2 separate regions of the Macaca mulatta genome follow, and region 1 is linked to region 2. Evidence: chromatin contacts called from public Hi-C data. All regions are on one chromosome and are shown on one strand. Each heading gives the region's core, a stretch centred on a gene start, on an enhancer-like site or on the middle of the called end of the contact. The rest is flanking DNA. Distances are from core to core; before and after follow the strand shown.

Evidence for each region. A called contact is a pair of places that touch in the nucleus more often than the background predicts.
Region 1: a Hi-C map of liver shows a contact between it and region 2, with 6 times the contacts expected there. The contact joins the promoter of ZNF768 here to the promoter of DCTPP1 in region 2. A contact is called at or near these places in 6 of 14 Hi-C or Micro-C datasets (CD4 T cells, blood, cortical neurons and 3 more).

What each region holds. Positions count from the first base shown.
Region 1 is chr20:29,143,817-29,149,271 of T2T-MMU8v2.0, reverse strand. ZNF768 (zinc finger protein 768) reads left to right here and starts at 2,014. Exons shown (of 2, transcript XM_077985816.1): 1 at 2,014-2,875. It overlaps ZNF747 (zinc finger protein 747), which reads left to right and starts at 310. Exons shown (of 4, transcript XM_028841562.2): 1 at 310-708; 2 at 849-962; 3 at 2,011-2,530; 4 at 2,532-2,894. The coding sequence starts at 513. The coding sequence ends at 2,655.
Region 2 is chr20:29,032,096-29,036,955 of T2T-MMU8v2.0, reverse strand. DCTPP1 (dCTP pyrophosphatase 1) reads left to right here and starts at 3,134. Exons shown (of 3, transcript NM_001194491.2): 1 at 3,134-3,322; 2 at 4,040-4,150. The coding sequence starts at 3,222. LOC144337986 (a long non-coding RNA gene) reads right to left here. Exons shown (of 2, transcript XR_013411693.1): 2 at 2,090-4,460.

The DNA.
Region 1 (5,455 bases), core at 765-3,264, 110 kb before region 2:
GTGATGGGCTGGAGCCCGATTCTAAAAAGGTCCAGGGACGAAAACTAACTTCTGAGTTCACGACGGTTCCCTTCCGTGGGAGGCTCCTTTGTTTCTGCAAACCCGGGCTGAGCTCTGAGCTGTGCGGCCTCACCGGGCGGGGCCAGAGCATACTCGGTTGGTTTTCAAGGCCGGCGCCTGTAGCCGCAACGGCCATTTTTGATTAGGGCACGGAGAGACCGCTGCCTGGGGGTGGGGGCGGGGGGCGCCGTCCTGGGTACAATTGCGCAGGGGCAAAGGTCGAGAGGTCGCGCAGCCGCAGTTTTTTTTGAAGAAATAGTCCAGTTCTGACTATGGACTCGCAGCCATCGGCCCTTAGTTTCCATCCCCTCTAGTGGGCCCTCGGGGGTTATAGTGACCTCCCTCCTTCCCTTGGGACTGGGCCGGGGAGGTGTTCTCGGGCGCGGGAGGTTCCGTATGCCCAGGCCCGGCCAGGGGAGGTGACCGATTCGTCGCTGGGGCTGACAGTCCCCATGGCGCCGCCTCTGGCCCCGCTCCCTTCTCGGGATCCAAACGGGGCAGTACCCGAGTGGAGAAAGCCCAGGACCGTGAGCTTCGCCGACGTGGCCGTGTACTTCTCTCGGGAGGAGTGGGGCTGCCTGCGACCCGCGCAGAGGGCCCTGTACCGGGACGTGATGCGGGAGACCTACGGCCACCTGGGCGCGCTCGGTGAGAGCCCCACCTGCTCACCTGGGCCCTGCGCCCCCACACGCCCTGCCGCGCCTCTGGGAGCTGCGCGTGGAGTTGGGGGTCCCGGGGCCGGGCAGGCGGCCTCCCCACAGCGTGGGGTTTGCGTTCTTCTCCCCCAGGAGTCGGAGGCAGCAAGCCGGCGCTCATCTCCTGGGTGGAGGAGGAGGCCGAACTATGGGATCCAGCTGCCCGGGATCCGGAGGTGACGAAGTGTCCGACAGAAACGGACCCAGGTGGAGTATCGGGTGCTAAGTCCCATGGGGACTTCTCTGTTCCTGTCCCATCCCGGTTTCCTCTGCCACCTCCAGCTACCTGCTTAGCAGTTTCCTCTCTGAACTGCCTTCTCAACTACGGCCAGCAGGGTGAGACCTTGCCTTGGCCCCGGATGCAGCCTAGAAAGGGGCTGTGATGGGGGCTCTGGCCCTGCCATACCCGCCTCTAAGTCCTCACCTCTGCGTGGTCACTACACTCTGGGGGCTTTTTTGTTTTGCTTTAGAGATAGGGTCTCTGTTGCCCAGACTGAGGTGCAGTGGTGCCATCATAGCTCACTGCAGCCTCGAACTCCCGGGCTCAAGCAATCGGATCAAGCAATCCTCCCGCCTGGGCCTCCAGAGTACCTAAGACTGTAAAGGCACTAGGCACCACGCCTGGCTGTTTTTTTTTTTTTTTAATTAAAAATTTTTTTTAAAGAGGTGGAGGTCCTGGTGTGTTGCCCGGGCTGGTCTCGAACTCTAGCCATCCTCTATCTCGGCCTCCCAAAGCACTGGGATCACAGTCATGAGCCACCGCGCCTGGCCTCTAAGTTCCGTTGGCTCTACCTCCACATCATGACCCCCGCCCCAGTCGTTTTCCTGCAGGATGGTTCCTATGCCCCCTAGGCGCCCCCCACCCCGCCCTCCCATTTCCTTCCTTAAGTTCTTGCCTCAGCCTTTGCAGAGTATCCAGCCCCACTGAACTTGGCCATGCCCGCCTGGTTCTGCCTTTCTTGGTGCTGTTCCTTCTGCCTAGAATATCGCCAGGTGTCCGCTCCTCCTTCTGGATCAGGCCCAGATGTTCATGTCATCTCTGCCCTTCCATGCGGTGACATTTCCCCAGTCCCGAGGCGGAATGGACTGTTTCTCCCTCCTGGCTCTGTCTGGCTCAGCAGCCGAGGAACAGGTGTCACTGCTCTATCTCCCAGGGGCAGCCGGGGGTCCAGCAGGCCTGTCCCTGTCCACGCGGGCTGTGGGATTCAAGGACCAGGATGAGCCGAGCCTGAACTCTCTTGTCTTTATCTCCCAGCAGATTCCAGAAACGAGGAAGAGGAAAGACAAAGGGAAGGGATGGGAGCCCTGGAGAAGCCTGTCCCTGTGACCGCCGGGTCTCCTGGGCTGAAGGTTCCCCAAGCCCCCTTTACCAGGTTGGAGCAGCTGTCCAAGGCGCGGCGCCGGAGTCGCCCCCGCTTTTTTGTCCACCCCCTTGTCCCCCGAGCGGACCAGCGTCACGGCTGCTACGTGTGCGGGAAGAGCTTCGCCTGGCGCTCCACGCTGGTGGAGCACATCTACAGCCACAGGGGCGAGAAGCCCTTCTACTGCGCAGACTGTGGCAAGGGCTTTGGCCATGCTTCCTCCCTGAGCAAACACCGGGCCATCCATCGTGGGGAGCGGCCCCACCGCTGTTCCGAGTGTGGCAGGGCCTTCATGCGCCGCACGGCTCTGACTTCGCACCTGCGCGTCCACACCGGCGAGAAGCCCTACCGGTGCCCACAGTGTGGCCGCTGCTTCGGCCTGAAGACTGGCATGGCCAAGCACCAGTGGGTCCATCGGCGAGGGGCGCAGGGGCCGGCGCCCTGGGGGGCTGTCTGTGACCCTGATCCCTGGCCGCGGGGACCTGGACCCACCCGTGGGCTTCCAGCTGTACCCAGAGATATTCCAGGAATGTGGATGAAGGCCTCAAAAGTGACTATCTAGACATTGCGGGAGGCCCGAGATGGGCTCAGGGGCCCGAACCTCTGCAGCGGCCTGCAGGGAGGTCCCAGAATCCACGGCAAGAGCTGGCCTGGGGTGTGGACATTCTGAACGTGGGCACTCAACAGCCTCTTCTGCCAGCACCTTGCTCCCTGCTGCCCTGGGCTCTCCAAGGCCACCTTTGCTGAGGCAGGGCTGAGGTGAGAACCCCCCAGACCTCCATACCGGGAAGCAAAAGCTGTTTCTCCTCCCAAAGGTGCTAAGAGGATTGAGGTAGAGGAGAACCTTGTTTTCTCTGTTTTTTCTTTTTACTTTTTTAATTTTTTGAGATGGAGTTTTGCTCTTGTTGCCCAGGCTGGAAGTGCAATGGTGCAATCTTCGCTCACTGCAATGTCCGCCTCCTGGATTCAATCGATTCTCCTGCCTCAGCCACCTGAGTAGCTGGAATTACAGGCACACTATGCCTGGCTAATTTTTGTGTTTTTAGTAGAGATGGGGTTTCACCATGTTGGCTAGGCTGGTCTCGAATTCCTGCCCTCAGGTGATCCACCCACCTCTGCCTCCCAAAGTGCTGGGATTACAGGCGTAAGCCACCTCACCTGGCCTTTTCTTTTTTATTCTTTGACCCTCCCACAGCACAATACCCATTGTCTGTTTATTTATTTACATATTTTTAAGACAGCATCTTGCTCATCACCCAGGCTGGAATGCAGTGGTGTGAACTGGGCTCACTGCAGCCTAGACCTTCTGGGCTCAAGGAATCCTCCTGCCCCAGCCTCTCAGATGGCTGAGACTACAGGTGGGCTACACTACGCCTGGCTAAGTTTTAGTTTTTTTTGCAGAGATGGGGTTCCCACTATGTTGATCAGGCTGGTCTCAAACTCCTGGGTTCAAGCAATTTGCCCACCTTGGCCTCCCAAAGTGCTGGGATTACAGGGGAGCCACCGCACTGGCCTCCATTGTCTTTTTGCTGCACAACTTAAAAAACCAGTGGCCCTGTACTGGATCTGGCCTGCAGTTGCTGTATTGATTTGGGCCCAGGCAGTGTTTTTTTTTTTTTTTTTTTTTTTTTTTTTTTTTTTTTTTTTTTGAGACGGAGTCTAGCTCTGTTGCCCAGGCTGGAGTGCAGTGGCCAGATCTCAGCTCACTGCAAGCCCCGCCTCCCGGGTTCACGCCATTCTCCTGCCTCAGCCTCCCGAGTAGCTGGGACTACAGGCGCCCGCCACCTCGCCCGGCTAATTTTTTTTTGTATTTTTTAGTAGAGACGGGGTTTCACCGGGTTAGCCAGGATGGTCTCGATCTCCTGAACTCGTGATCCGCCCATCTCGGCCTCCCAAAGTGCTGGGATTACAGGCTTGAGCCACCGCGCCCGGCCAGGCAGTGTTTTTAAGTGATAACAATTAGTGGTGAAGATTTAAAAGGTTATTTTGCACCAAAATCCAGGTTTCTGGCATCTCTAGAAAAATCCAAAGATTTTGCAAGTCCACCTAGGCTCTCAGAAAGTCGCTGTTGTTGGGAGCTGGGCCGGAGCCAGAACTCCCAACTTACCGTGGCCACTCATCCCATCAGCTCCTGACCAAGCACGCGTTGCCATTCATCATTGCTTGCTTCTAGTGTTTTTGGTGTTTAAAGTACAGCAAAGAAGAAAGGGAAGTATTTCTTGAACCCATGTCTGTGTCAAAACAGTCCTTGCATCTTTCCTGTCTTTAGGTACGCGCCATCTTTGCTGTCTTTAAGTATGTGCCATCTCGGGCAGAGAGGACTAGGCCAGGAACACCTGGTGTTAGATTTGTAGCCAGTGGCAACTGTACCCATCTGTATCCCCAAGCTCTACACAGAATCCCCCCAGCACTTCACGACTCCATTATCCATCTACCACTAATTCCTTTGTGGGCAGAGTCCAGCCATGGGCAGCACCTGCCCAAGGAGAGCAAGGGCCTGTGACCTCTGCTGGCCTGTGCACCCTCGCCTGTCACCCAGCTCAGCCCTGTGTCTGGCCTACCCAGGGAGGAAGAAACCAGATTTGTCAACCTGGAAGGAGGTAGAAGTTTTGGAGACAAGACACTGTGTCAAGTGAAGTAATGAACTGACTTTATTCCAACCTCATCTCCAATCCAACCCCACCAAGGTCTCTCTCCCTCAGCTTTTCTGGGGTGGGTTGACTCATGTGTCACCTTATCACAGGGACACATGGGGTGAGAAGAGGTACCTTGGCAGTAGGAGATACCTTTGTACCAGGTTTTAATTTCCAGTGTACATCCCAGTCCCCTCCCCTAACCCTCAACACAGCCTGGGGAAAGCCCAGCTTGCAACACCAGTTCTCAGCCCAGACTGACAGCCAGATCTTGGCCCTGAGTATGCCAATTAAAGGTGCCATGATTATTACCTAGAGGTCTCTGAGTGCTTTGAAGTTTGTAAAGCTTATTTAGGGCCCAGAAGCCAGACTCCAACTCCTCTGCTTCCTGCCCTCATGACCCAACTTTCCAGCATTTCATCAACTTTTTTAGTGTCATGAAACCCTTAAGCCTTAGCCCCACCCCATTCTCAGCTCCTTAGTTCGTGGTGTAGATATTTCCACCTAGAGGCAGGGCCGGGCTGAGTATCTTTTAAAAATGTAGCTACTCTCGGCTGGAGTAGTTGCTCACACCTGTAATCCCAGCACTTTGGGAGGCTGAGGCGGGCAGGTCACGAGGTCAGGAGACCGAGACCATCCAGGCTAACATGGTGAAACCCCGTCTCCACTAAAGATACATTTAAAAAAAAAAATTGCCAGGCATGGT
Region 2 (4,860 bases), core at 1,885-4,384:
AAAAAAAAAAAAAAAAAAAAAAAGACTTCCTCCAACTTACTATCCATAACATGCTCATTCATAAACCAATCAATGGCCAGGGCAATGGGAATACTATGACCAGTCAAGTAGAACAATAAGTGGAGGAGCGTGGACTCCCGAACAAAATCAAGATTCTATAAGTGGCCGGACGCAGTGGCTCACGCCTGTAATCCCAACACTTTGGGAGGTAGAAGGGGGAGCATCACTTGAGGTCAGGAGTTCAAGACCAGTCTGGCCAACATGGTGAAACCCCATCTCTACTAAAAATACAAAAATCAGCTGGGTGTGGTGGTGTGCATCTGTAATCCCAGCTACTTGGAAGGCTGAGGCAGGAGAATCACGTGAACCCAGGAGACGGAGGTTGCAGTGAGCAGAGATCACACCACAGCACTCCAGCCTGGGTGACAGAGTGAGACTCCTAAAAAAAAAAAAAAATCTGCAAGAATAGAAGAGGAGCCAGGCATGGTGATGCTCACCTGTAGTCTTTACACAAGTGAGCTGTGATTATGCCACTGCACTCTAGCCTGGACAACAGAGCCAGACCCTGTCTCTTCCTCAAAAAAAAAAAAAAAAAAAAAGACTGGCCGGGCGCGGTGGCTCAAGCCTGTAATCCCAGCACTTTGGGAGGCCGAGATGGGCGGATCACGAGGTCAGGAGATCGAGACCATTCTGGCTAACACGGTGAAACCCCGTCTCTACTAAGAAATACAAAAAATAGCCGGGCGAGGTGGCAGCGCCTGTAGTCCCAGCTACTCGGGAGGCTGAGGCCGGAGAATGGCGTGAACTCGGGAGGCGGAGCTTGCAGTGAGCTGAGATCCGGCCACTGCACTCCAGCCTGGGCTACAGAGCGAGACTCCGTCTCAAAAAAAAAAAAAAAAAAAAAAAGACTGGAGAAGAGGAAAAAGAGCAATTAAGTAGGTAACCTACAGTGCTTACTATATATCTTCCTGGACTATGCAATCTAAACATGCCCCCAGTCACTTTTCATAGTATGTATGTAAATATTTATTGAGACAAGGTCTCACTCTGTTGCCCAGGCTGCAGAGCAGTGACGTAATCATGTCTTACTGCAGGCTTGACCTTCCTAGACTCAGGTGATCCTCCCACCTTAGCCTCCCAAGTAGCTGGGACCACAGGTGTGCACCACCATGCCCAGATTTTTTTTTTTTTTTGAGACAGGGTCTTGCTTTGTCACCCAGGCTAGAGAACAGTGGCACAATCTCGGCTCACTGCAACCTCCATCTCTCAGGTTCAAGCGATTCTCATGCCTCTCAGTCCCGAGTAGCTGGGACTACAGGCGTGCACCACCACACTCAGCTAAGTTTGTGTTTTTAATAGAGACAGGGTTTCACCATATTGCCCAGGCTGGTCTTGACAAACTCCTGACCTCAAGTGATCCACCCACCTTGCCCTCCCAAAGTGCTAGGATTACAAACGTGAGCCACTATGCCCAGCCTTTCATAGTATTTAAAATACAGTCACATTTTTTTTTCATAATATTTATCGCCATTTCAGGCAATACATCATAGCATCTAACAACAGACTGTGAAGCCAAACTGCCTGGATTTGACGCCGGCTCTACCACTTTACTAGCTGTCAAGTTATTTAACCTCTCAGTTTCCTTATCTTTAAAATGGGGATGACAACAATATTACCTACCATATCGGGTTGTTGTGAGGATTAAATCAGTTGCTATGAGGATAAATATGTAAAATGCTTAAAACAGCTACCCCAGTTCCAGTTCATTCCTGAGGTCTCACTGTATTCTAAAGACACTCTTGTATCCTTAAAATAAATTCCTTTTGGCCGGTGGGGGTGGCTCATGCCTGTAATTCCAGCTCTTCGGGAGGCCGAAGCAGGAGGATTGCTAGAGCCCAATCCAGCAGTCCTGGTTCAAGACCGGCCTAGGCAACATGGTGAAACCCTGTCTCTACAAAAACTTAAAAAAATAAAAATAATAGATTTTTTTTTCTCGCTAAAATCAGTTTAAACTTGTTTCTGTTGCATGTATCCAATTTTGGCTGCTGGATAATATCATTTGTATAAATATACCTCCATGTACCCATTCTTCCGTTGATAGTCATTTTATTTTCAATTGTTTTCACTCTTAGAAACAAAACTGTAATGAACTTCTTGCATGTGTCTCTCTGCACATATTCATTAGTTTCTCTAGGGCATATACGTAGAATTGCAATTGTCACAGCCTTGGGATTTTAATTTCCAAAATCTGACTCTGCCTTTTCCTGCACTTTCTTACGCTTTCACTTCCACCAAGCTGGAAGCCTCTTTAAACATGTGGAAATCAGAGATAGTAGCCCTAATAAGGGTACAATAATAAATCATTCTTTACAAGACTACACCTGTTCTAGGGTTTCATAAAGATCTCTGCTTCTCCCATGGCCAATAATTCAGTGGTTCTGATTTGAAAGCAGCAACTCTGTGACTCGCCACCTCGCATATTCCCAGGTGTGAGTGAGCCTGGAGTTCCAGTGTGTGGGGTGGAGGAGGTGCTCGGGACCCATGAGGCTGGAGAGGACGGCACAGGCCAGACCATAACAGGCCACGTGTTTCAGGGCAATGTACTCTGCGCTGGGGCCTATTACTTTCCTTAGGACAGGAATGGGGCGCCCTCCATCGTTTCAACCACAGGACACAGCGATGGCAGGGAGCTGAAGTCCTACTGTGGCCTGATCTTACTCCACTCTTCCCCTTCAATCCCATCCAAATAGTGGGGGGGTTGGCCTCGAAGGTTCTCAATGTCCTTAAGCCCTGAGAGATTTAATATCTATGCATAGGACCTTTCATTTATAGGGTTTTCCACCTGGCAGGCCCTCTTCTGCCGCCATTTCGCTTTGGCGCCCTCTGGAGCCCATAAAAGAAGTGACGCGCCTGCGCTTCCCGCGTCCTCTGCTCTTCGTCTCTTCCCCGAGTCGAATTGGTACCTATACCTTTAAGACGCAGGGCCTAGCGGAAGAATTCCAGGGCCTAAGACTAGAGCGCGCGCTTGAAGCTCCCTCAGATTGGTCCAGTGAGGGAAGGGGCGGGCTGTAGCAAACTCCACAAAAGTCACTGGTCTCTTTACTCAGGCTCCGCCCCGTGAGGCAAAAGAGAACGCCCGTAATTGGTCAGAGCTCTGGAGGCGGGGCTTCCAGCGTGGCGCGTGGGTTTCCGTGCAGTCGCGGCTGCAGCGGGTGGGCGGCATGTCTGTGGCCGGTGGGGAGATTCGTGGAGACACGGCGGGAGAGGACACTGCTGCTCCCGGCCGGTTCAGCTTCAGCCCGGAGCCCACGCTTGAGGACATGTAAGCAGGCCTGGCCCAGCTCGGGGTGGGGAAGTCTCCCCTTTCTCCCGCGTTTTGGGGAGGGTTCCTGCATGTGGTCGGGAAGCGGGCTGGCAGCGGGGCTCGGGTCCTGGCTCTGCGGGCTGTCCCTGGGCGAGCCTTCTTGCCTCATCTGCAAAATGGGCGCAGCGGTGCACACCTGAGAGAAGGGAAATTGGGTCGTGGCCCCGAGTGATCACTAGGAACGCCCTTCAGCCTAGCCCTGGGCAGATACCGGCACCAGATACCGCCTCTGCTCTCCAGGCGCAGGGCGTACGAGAGGGGCAAATGGTGTGCTGAGAGGTGGGAGAGGTTATTTCTTGCTGGAGGAGGTCAAGAAAAGCTTCTTAGAGGAAGGGCCTGTGGAACTGCCTTCTGTAAGAGAAATTGGATTTTGATGTGCGGCGATTCCAGGTGGAGGAAAGAAACTGCAGAAGTAGCAGCAGGAGATGGAATAATGAAGAGGGTTTTGTTACATTTGGCAAGATGTTAAGGGCAGCTCAGGGGCACGCCCATTTTATAGATGAGGGAACCAAGTTCCGGAAAGAGGAAATGACCTGCACAATACCATCCAATGAATTAGTTGCAGAATCTCCTGGTCCCAGGCCCCCGTTACATACTACTGGGGTAGCTGCCTCTGGGCCCTGCTTCACTCTCTAACCCTGAGACTTGGACTTACACGCCTTTGTCCTGTTTCAGTCGCCGCCTCCATGCCGAGTTTGCTGCAGAACGAGACTGGGAACAGTTCCATCAGCCTCGGAACCTCCTCCTGGCCTTGGTCGGGGAAGTGGGGGAGCTCGCAGAACTCTTGTAAGTAGATGGAAAGCTTCCTGGTAGAGTCTGAGTTGTGGGGGAGGGGAGGGGAGCATTTATTTGGTCTTCAAACATTCATGGGTTCAATTTCCTCTCCTCATTGCAAGGCTCTTTGCTGTTGTCGGGGATGCAGAAAGGACTCACGGGTCCCTGCCCTCTAGGGGCACCCAGCCTCCTGGAAGACAGAGGTGTGAGGTGTGAAAGCAGCAGGGTAGGTCCCATCTAGGAAGAAGTAGTGGCAACAACCCTTTTCCTTTTTTTTTTTTTTTTTTTTTTTTTTTTTGAGACAGAGTCTCTGTCGCCCAGGCTGGAGTGCAGTGGCTTGATCTCGGCTCACTGCAACATCGATCTCCCGGGTTTAAACAATTCTGCCTCAGCCTCCTGAGTAGCTGGGACTACAGACGCCTGGCTAATTTTTGTATTTTTAGTGGTTCCACCGTATTGGTCAGGCTAGTCTCGAACTCCTGACCTCAGGTGATCCACCTGCCTTGATCTCCCAAAGTGCTGGGATTACAAGGGTGAGCCACCACGCCCGGCCCAACAACCCTTTTCCTCTGCCTCTGGGGCTGAAAGGAAGGTATTCCGTAGAGGACCTGCCTGTGGCATTCCAGACATGGGAAATACATTTGCAGGGGCAGTGAGGCAAGATAGGGTAAGTTCAATTCAGGGAGAATCTGACGCTCCTTCAGTGTAATCTTCTTGGGAAA